Linked DNA regions of Mus musculus: region 2 is linked to region 1. Evidence: chromatin contacts called from public promoter capture Hi-C data. All regions are on one chromosome and are shown on one strand. Each heading gives the region's core, a stretch centred on a gene start, on an enhancer-like site or on the middle of the called end of the contact. The rest is flanking DNA. Distances are from core to core; before and after follow the strand shown.

Region 1 (3,854 bases), core at 314-2,813:
CTTACTTCACATCACACACAGTATTAGATAGAGGTCAATGTGAGAGTAATTAAGGTCAATGTATAAGTAGACAAAAGACACAAATACTCATATTAGAAGATGGAATATAAGTCGGGCGGTGGTGGCGCACGCCTTTAATCCCAGCACTTGGGAGGCAGAGGCAGGCGGATTTCTGAGTTCGAGGCCAGCCTGGTCAACAGAGTGAGTCCAGGACAGCCAGGACTATACAGAGAAAAAACAAAAACAAAAACAAACAAAAAAAGACGGAATATTAATGGCCAATAAACATATATGCAAAGGTGTTCAACTTCCATATCAATCAAGGAAGCACAGACTAAACCCATTCAAGTGAGCTGAGTGTACTAATGACCTCAATTCTCACGTTTTCCCATGCTACACTCCAGAGAAGTGCCAGCCTTCACTGATTGGCCCTTTCTCATCCATCCTCAAGCTTACAGTAGCAAATTGACTTCAGGCAGAGCTCGTAGAAGTGCTTCATGTTTCTGTTCTTTCTCTTGTGCCCTTCAGTATACATTTCTGAAGAGCTATTATCTATCTATCATCTATCTATCTATCTATCTATCTATCTATCTATCTATCTATCTATCTATCATCTATCATCTATCTAGTTATAGATTGAATTGTGTTCCCACTAAAGATATGTTGAAGTCCTAACTCCTAGTAGCTCAGAATGTAGCCTCATTTGGAAATAGAGTCATTACAGACTTAATTAGCTAAGATGAAGTCATAGTGGAGTAAGGTAGGTATTTAGCACCATATGACCTGGTGTCCTCATAAGGGGAGAAGAAACAGACCAGATCAGGGAATGCCTGGGGATAATGGAAGCTGGAAGAGACAAGGATCCTCTCCTAAAGGCTTCAGAGGGAGCAGAACCCTCCAGATCTGTGAGACAAAGGATGCCTGCTGTTACGCCAAGCAGTTTGTGCCATTTTGCTACAGATACGCTAAGACATCAATACAAACACTGGGAAGTGGGGAACTTCTAAAACACCGTATATATTATAAATGGAAGTTACTCTGGATATTCAGTAGACACATCAAGAATTCTGAAGTCCGTGACCGAAAGAGCCTGGATTCCCTTGGAGAAACAGTGGGTAGAAAGATGAGCCTTGAAGGTTCCTGGTGATGACTTAGAAGAAAATGATGAACATGCCTGTGGATACACAGGAGGAAACTTGATTTGTCTTACAAAGTAGCAGAAGACTGTGAAATGGGTTCCTGTACGGAGTGCAAAGCAGAATAAGTAAGGAATAAAATCAACTGACAGAACAGTCAAGTAAAGAGTGGAAGTTTCCACCTGCTTTCTCTTTGCTCTTTATAGTAAAACAAGTGACAAAAGGGACAAATTAGGGAACGAGCTGTTAAGGAAAAGGGGATTAAGCACCTGATGTTCTGGAAAGTTGTTCACTCCGTCCAGATATCCTGTTGTGGGAACAGAAAGCTACGCAGTGAGAAAACTGTTTGCTGAAAAGATTAAGGTGTGACTCAGAGCCAATCAACCCTCTCAGCAGAAGCGCGGTCATTCAGGAAGGCAACCGGGAGACTCTGATGGCTCGGATCCAACAGGAGGCTGACAAGGATTCCAAGAATCCAACTCCAGCAGAACGCTTCTGCCGACACTTCACCCGGGGATAGGAAGGAAGAACTCCTAGGCTGGAACCACGCTGCAGGAGCCTGGCTCACAGAACTGCCTCAGGTGTCAGAGTGGGACACTGAACAACAGGAGTCTGTTTTAAGGCCTTCAGATACAAAGTAAAATGTCCTGCTCAGAGGGAGAGGATGGGGGTCGGGGAGGTATTCATATTTGCCCAAGATTCATTCCATCTCTAACTACCTCAAAATATCTGCAAAACCTTATTCATCTTCACCACATACACTTTCTTAAAAGTCTTTAAGGTCACCTGGGCATGGTGGTGCAAGCCTTCAATCCTAGCACTCAGGAGGCAAAGGCACGCCATCTCAGTGAATCTGAGGCCAGCCTGGTCTGCACATAGTGAGTTCCATGACAGCAAGGGTCACAGAGAGACAGAGAAATCTTGACTAACATTAATAATAATAATAAAACAATAAAAGGAGAGTGTCTTCTACGGCGATTAAAACCACCATGCCTTGTGTAAAGTAAAAATACCAGTTGTCTAGTTTTTTTAGATACCATTTGTATATTGCTAATTATCAAAACCAATCATCATACAACATAATGGACAGAGGGGAGGTGCTGTAGGGAAGCGCAAGGATATTTGACGTGCTGATAGTTAGAGAGGGTGTAGATATTTCAGTTATAGTGGTTTATCTTTACAATGCTGCTTGGTAAACCCAGGCATGCTCAAATGTGTTCGTCTTTTCCCTCGTTGAGCTTTCCAGTATGGTAGCCGCCAACTTCATTCAGCTTTAACTGAATATAAACTAAATAAAAATTTGACACTGCCTTTCTTTTTCTCACTGACCTTATTTCGGATGTCCAGTGGCCACATGTGTGGCTAGTGGCTACATACTAGTGCAGACCGAATGCTCCCTTCTCACACAAGTATTCGGCAAGGCCTAGTCATCAAGAAGCCTAAGCTATAGCCCCACCCTCACCCCATCTTTTGTTTTGTTTTAATTTTTTTGTATCGAGACGGGGTCCTGTTAAGTTTTCCAAGATGGCCTTTCACTAATTCCTCTTTCCTCAGTCTTACTGTTAATTGGAACCACTGATCTTTCCTACCAGGTCTAGTAAGGCGGGTACTTCTTGAAGGATAAAAAGAAAGTGAACGATTAAACAATGAAACAGCCAGAATTTTTATTCATTTGATAGTGTTGCCTAATGTCATGATAGAGGCAACTCCCGCCAATGTCCTGATTGTCCTCTTGACTCAGAGCATCCATGTTAAAGTGTTTGAACACGCTACAGACCAGAATCAGGACCCTAGCTACCTATTGGTGGCTTGACGATCTACCTTAGGGTCAGTTGATGAAATTTAAAGTTCTTATTTTAATCCCCTCTGTGTAGACAGTATTTGAGGCAGTTCACATTTTGCATCCAAGCAGCACCCTACTGGGGCTCTAGCTCAGTTGGTAGAACACTTGCCTAGCATCACATGGCCTTGGGTCCAGTCCCAGCACTGCATAAACCAGGCATGATGGTACCTGGCTAGAATCCTAGCACTCAGGAGGTTGAGGCAGGAGGATGAAGTTCAGGGCCTTCTTAGGTTACATAGTGAGTTCAAAGCAACACAAACAGAGCCTTGGATACATGAGACTCTGTCTCAAAAAATAATTTTTTTGAAACAACAACAACACAAAAATCAAACAATCATCCAATATTTCCTCCCCCTTAGCTGCCAACTGTTTAAGAAAGGTCCAGCACAAATTTCCCCAGTGACATTTCAGTCTACTCCCTCTTGGCCAGGATCAAACTGCTTTTGACTTTTGAGAGTCCTCAGCTACAAGAGATGGACGGGGAAACAAACGGCACTGCCTACAGATGTCAGTTTTGAATATAACTCTCTGTTAGGGAAGTTACAGCTGATCATTTCTCTACGCTTCCAACTCAGAAACCATGCCGAGCTTCGTTAGGAAGAAATCCATGCTCACGTGTCCTTTCTTCTTTCCAGTTTTGAAGTCAGCGCACACAGTGATGGCTTTCACTGTGGCTTTTTCACACACGTGTGTTAGGATATTTCTCTAATTCATACTTTTCATCTCCTCGGTTCTTGGCACAATGATCTTGGCTTAGGTTGTCATCTAGATTCACATGAGCATCACAGGACTGTTGAATTTATTCACATCACAAAGGAAGTCAGATACTGGTAAACACACTTTATTGAATATGTAACGGACTCAGCACCAGGGGC
Region 2 (4,252 bases), core at 293-2,792, 110 kb before region 1:
CATGAAGGATAAGAGCATCTCAGAGTGTGAGCAGAGCAGTTCTTTCCCGCCCCTTCAGTCTCTGTCAGACACTTAGTCAAGTGGTACAAGAGCCCAATAACACACACAAGACTTCTTAGCTGAGGTGTTAGGACAGCTACACAATGCAAGTTATTAAGTGATCAGAAATGGAAACAGTTTCCTCCCCTTAAACATCCTGGAATGCTTTATGTTTCCAGGAAAAAAAAAATCCACAACAAAGCAAAACAAAACCTCCCATGAGGCGCTAGCACTGCCATCCTGTTTCCAGGATGGCCTGACTATTCATTTTCTAGGTGTGAGCGAGCAAAGGCCTCTGCTGAGCCTTCCAGCCTCTATCCAGTCACCAAATGTTTCAGGGACCAACTATAGACATGCAGTACGGCACTACGGTACTACGGTACTATAGACCACGGAAAGCAGCAGAGACACACAGCACCAGCTACATAATTTTCAGGGGGGGCCAGTGCACAATTAGAACGAAAGACTCCGTGTTTAACAATAGAGAATCTCAAAGTAGTGCTTTAAAATACGGCTTGGGCCCTTCCCTGAGTACAGGTTCAGTGGATCTGCGTGGGTCTCACCTCCTGAAGTCAGCCCTGGATACCGACAAATTTTAAACAAACAAGCCTGTAAGGGATTGTCTTTCAATTCCAGGAAGAGCAGGGAACCAAAGGCCTGGGCTGTCTAGAGAGAGAGTTTGAGTTGCACTTGGGAGACAGGAAAGATCCGCTAAGTTCACACAGGAAAAACGACAAGAGAAATAAAGTCAGCAGAACACCGGCAAGAGGAACATTGCGGGAAAGCAACAGGACACGCGAAAGCACAGGTCAGAGAGAACTTGTAGAGGGCAAAGGAAGTGATGTCCGGAGCTGGCCGACTGACTAAGACATTACAGGGGAAAGGCGCAGCTGGGGCCAAAGCGTTCCCTGTCACCTTCCCAGTGGAGTGTATGTTCTCTGGAAAACTCCCTGTCAGCCTGGCCCATCAGGGACCCGGTAGTATCCATGAAATCAGAAAAGGTGGTCTGGACTGTGGAGAAGTCCAGGTCCCGGGAAAGGCGGGACAGAGCGGATTCTGAATGGATGAAGATGCTCAGCCCATCACAGAACCTCAAAAACCTTCTCGTGCGTGGACTACCCCGGGTCCCAGGCCCGCTACATTCACTCTCCACCCCACTCCCCGCCCCCCAGCTCGCTCCTCTACCGGGTCTAGCAGCCGGGCGAGCCACACAGCTGTCTCCAGTCCCGCAACAGCTTATGCCGAGCAGGCACCGTGTGGCGAGGCAGGGAAGGAAAGAAGGAAGCTGGGCCCGGCTCCCTGCCGGACAAGCCACGGCGCCCGAGAACCGAAGAGCCGGAGATCGGCCCTTACCTGGTCCCAACGCAGCCACTGCGCGGTCTCCTGGTCCAGTCGCGCGTCCATACCCAAGCCACTGCCTTCCGGAGCCGGTGTCTCTGTCGGTGTCGCCGCCGCCATCCCGCAGCAGTCACAACCGGGCGGAGGAGGCCGGGTCACCCTTCTGGAGGGGCGGGGAGAGGGCGGGGAAAGAGGCGTAGTCAGAGAGCCGGAGGGAAGAGGACGTGCAGCAGCCCCGCCCGGTTCCAGACTCGCCATTAGTGGGTGTGCTTCCCGGAGGGCCAGGCAATTGGGGAGTGCTTTGTTGTTAGGAGAGCTGGAGGCTCGCCTTACTCTAGTCTCCTAGGCCCTACATACCCAGGGTCCTCCAGCAAACATCAAGTATGCATTTGGTGCCCATCACACCTGAGATGCTAGTCTGACTGCGCTGGGAAGCAGAGCACATTGGCGCAGGCCAGTAGCCACATGGCAGAGGCAGGCAGGTCTCTGTGAGTTAGAGGCCAATCTGATCTACATAGTGAACTCTAGACTAACTAGGGGTACATAGGGAGATCCTATCTCAAAATGTAAATTAAATTAGAGAATAGCAGAGGGGGAAACAAATCTTGAAAAAGAAGAGCCAAGTGGGAAATAAATCAAATAGACCAACGAGCCAGAAATGAGATAACACTTGCAAAGACAGTTTATGTCAGAAGAGCAACCGGAAGGACGAGTTGTAATTTCAAGGCACCGGGTCAACTGGATTTTCACACTAGAAAATGTAAAAAGAATGTCGACTCATCCGCCTGAGGTCGCCACACACAAACGAGAATTCCAGGTCAGCTGGGTGATGTATGTGCACACCTGGCTGGGCACGGGGAAGCACAAGCAAGAATGGTTCTGAGCCGCACATGATGCCTTCCTCGCTCCTGCAGTCCCGACTGTTGGGACTGTTGTGAGTTCAGGGCCTGGCCTACAAAGTGAGTTCCAGTTCACCGTGGGTTCCAGTGTGAGATCTCGTCTCAACAAGCAAACAAACAAACAAACAACCCTAAAACGAAAGAAAAAACAATTAAACAAAAAAAATCCAAAGCAGTTAAGAGCACGGGTTGTTCTTCCAGAGCACCTAAGTTTGATTATCAGCACTAGCATGGCTGCTCAGGATGGTCTGAAACTCCAGTTCCAGGGGATCCTGCATCCTTTTCAGACCTCCATTGTCATATATATCCATGGTGCATAGACATGTATGCAGGCAAAATACAAACATACACACACACACACACACATACACACACACAACTTTTTAAAAGGTTTCTAGCAGATTTAGTCGCAAAAAGCTCCAACCATACACATCCAGATTGCCAACAATAGAATGGATAAATATGTAGTGGTATATTCATTCTAAATCATATACATAAATGATGATCGATAAGCCATGAGTTACACAGCCCAGTGAGAATGAAGAACTGTATACAACTTCATGGATGTAGCTCACAACCATCCCATAGAGTGAAAGAATTCAGACCTCTGACAGACATTGGGTCTGACAGACACTGACTAAGAAAAGCACAAAGAAAGAAAACAAATCAGTATTTTCCAGAACTGGATATGGGGATTCACTGCAAAGGTCACTGGGGGTTAAGGGAAGCGACTCTGGGTTTGTGATTTCCTGGATCCAGGTGCTCGTCAAAACTTAGAACCATGGTTACCAGCTATAAGTTATGTCTCAATTTTGAAATTTTAAAAAACTACATTTATCTACGGTGTGTGTGTGTGTGTGTGTGTGTGTGTGTGTGTGTGTGTGCTGTGCCATACATATGGAAATACAAGGATAACTTTAGGAAGTCATTTCTCTTCTTCCACCATAGAGGTCCTAGGGATCGAATTCAGGTTGTCAAGCTTGGTGGCAAGTGCCTTTTGTTGCAGGATATTTAATCATACTCTGAACTCTGAGCTTAAGTTGTTTACTGGAGAAACCTGTTTCTAGTTGTGGTGTGACTCAGTTTTAGCACACACCTTTACACCTTTAACCCCTCTGGCTGGGATACAGACACAACCCTAGTGCTCACCTTTAATCCCAAACAGTGAAGGTAAGGTTAGTTTGTAGAAGGAAGCACCCATGTTTGAAAGTGATGTCTAGTTGAGTGGCAGACAAAGTGATGAATCAGAGAAAGACTTGACAGAACAGAAGAGAGGAAAGAGAGGCTACTTAGGAGAGAACAGTGCAGAGAGAGAAGGGAGAGGGCAGGCTTACTAGGACAGTTATAGAGACAGGTTGTAGAGAGAGGGAGAACAAACTACACACAGGCAAAGACGGAGTTAGTCAACGAGAAAGAGCCACATGACAACAGAGTGTCAGTTAGTATGAGGCCAAGCCAAGCAAAAAGTCAGAGGCTGAGAGAGATGCCAGATTGAATCAGTCAACTTGAAGAGGAGTTTAAGCCAGAACAGCTGAGTCCAACCAGCCAGCTAGAGTTCAGACAGAGTGAGGAGGAGAGATCTTATTCAGCAGCAAGTCTCAGAGGCTGAAAACATTCTAGGCCTAGATAAGACTGTACAGAGGCTAGAAGCTTCCAGAACTGGGCCTAGGTTAGCAGACAGACAGGAGGCAGTAAGTCTCAGAGATGACAATTACACCAGGCAAATAAAAGATACTTTTACAGCCGTTACTTGCCAAGCCATCTCACTGGTTCATATTTCAATTTAAAAAATTGTTAACATACAAACTACAGGAGAGTTAATCTATGGACATTAGGGGACTGGTTATATTTGGGAAGGAGGAGTTTTGTGTCTGTTCTGCCCTTCTTCCCCACCACAGGAATCAATCAGGGCCTTGCTTGTGCTAGCCAAGCACTGAGCCACATCCTCAGTTCCAGGCCCTCTCTCTCCACCTTTT

Evidence for each region. Promoter capture Hi-C pulls out the DNA fragments that hold promoters and counts their contacts.
Region 2: a promoter capture Hi-C map of the SN4741 cell line shows a contact between it and region 1, with 2.4 times the contacts expected there. The contact joins the promoter of Pgm2 here to the enhancer-like site in region 1. A contact is called at or near these places in 7 of 39 promoter capture datasets (the 3T3-L1 cell line, the SN4741 cell line, embryonic stem cells and 4 more), 6 of 484 Hi-C or Micro-C datasets (CD4 T cells, the G1E-ER4 cell line, brain and 3 more), 4 of 115 datasets of contacts at active chromatin or transcription factors (embryonic forebrain, embryonic stem cells and extraembryonic endoderm stem cells) and 4 of 9 other capture datasets (adipose tissue, liver, macrophages and 1 more).

What each region holds. Positions count from the first base shown.
Region 1 is chr5:63,980,195-63,984,048 of GRCm38.p6, reverse strand. No RefSeq gene overlaps it. Among named protein-coding and RNA genes, the nearest start is that of Rell1, 13 kb to the right of the region's middle. Within about 2 kb of position 1,563, at least 24 of the 459 cell types and tissues checked have an H3K27ac peak or open chromatin away from gene starts, as enhancers often do. A contact at or near this core is called in the SN4741 cell line and pancreatic islet, where this site is marked.
Region 2 is chr5:64,090,229-64,094,480 of GRCm38.p6, reverse strand. It overlaps Pgm2 (phosphoglucomutase 2), which reads right to left and starts at 1,542. Exons shown (of 14, transcript NM_025700.3): 1 at 1,393-1,542. The coding sequence starts at 1,497.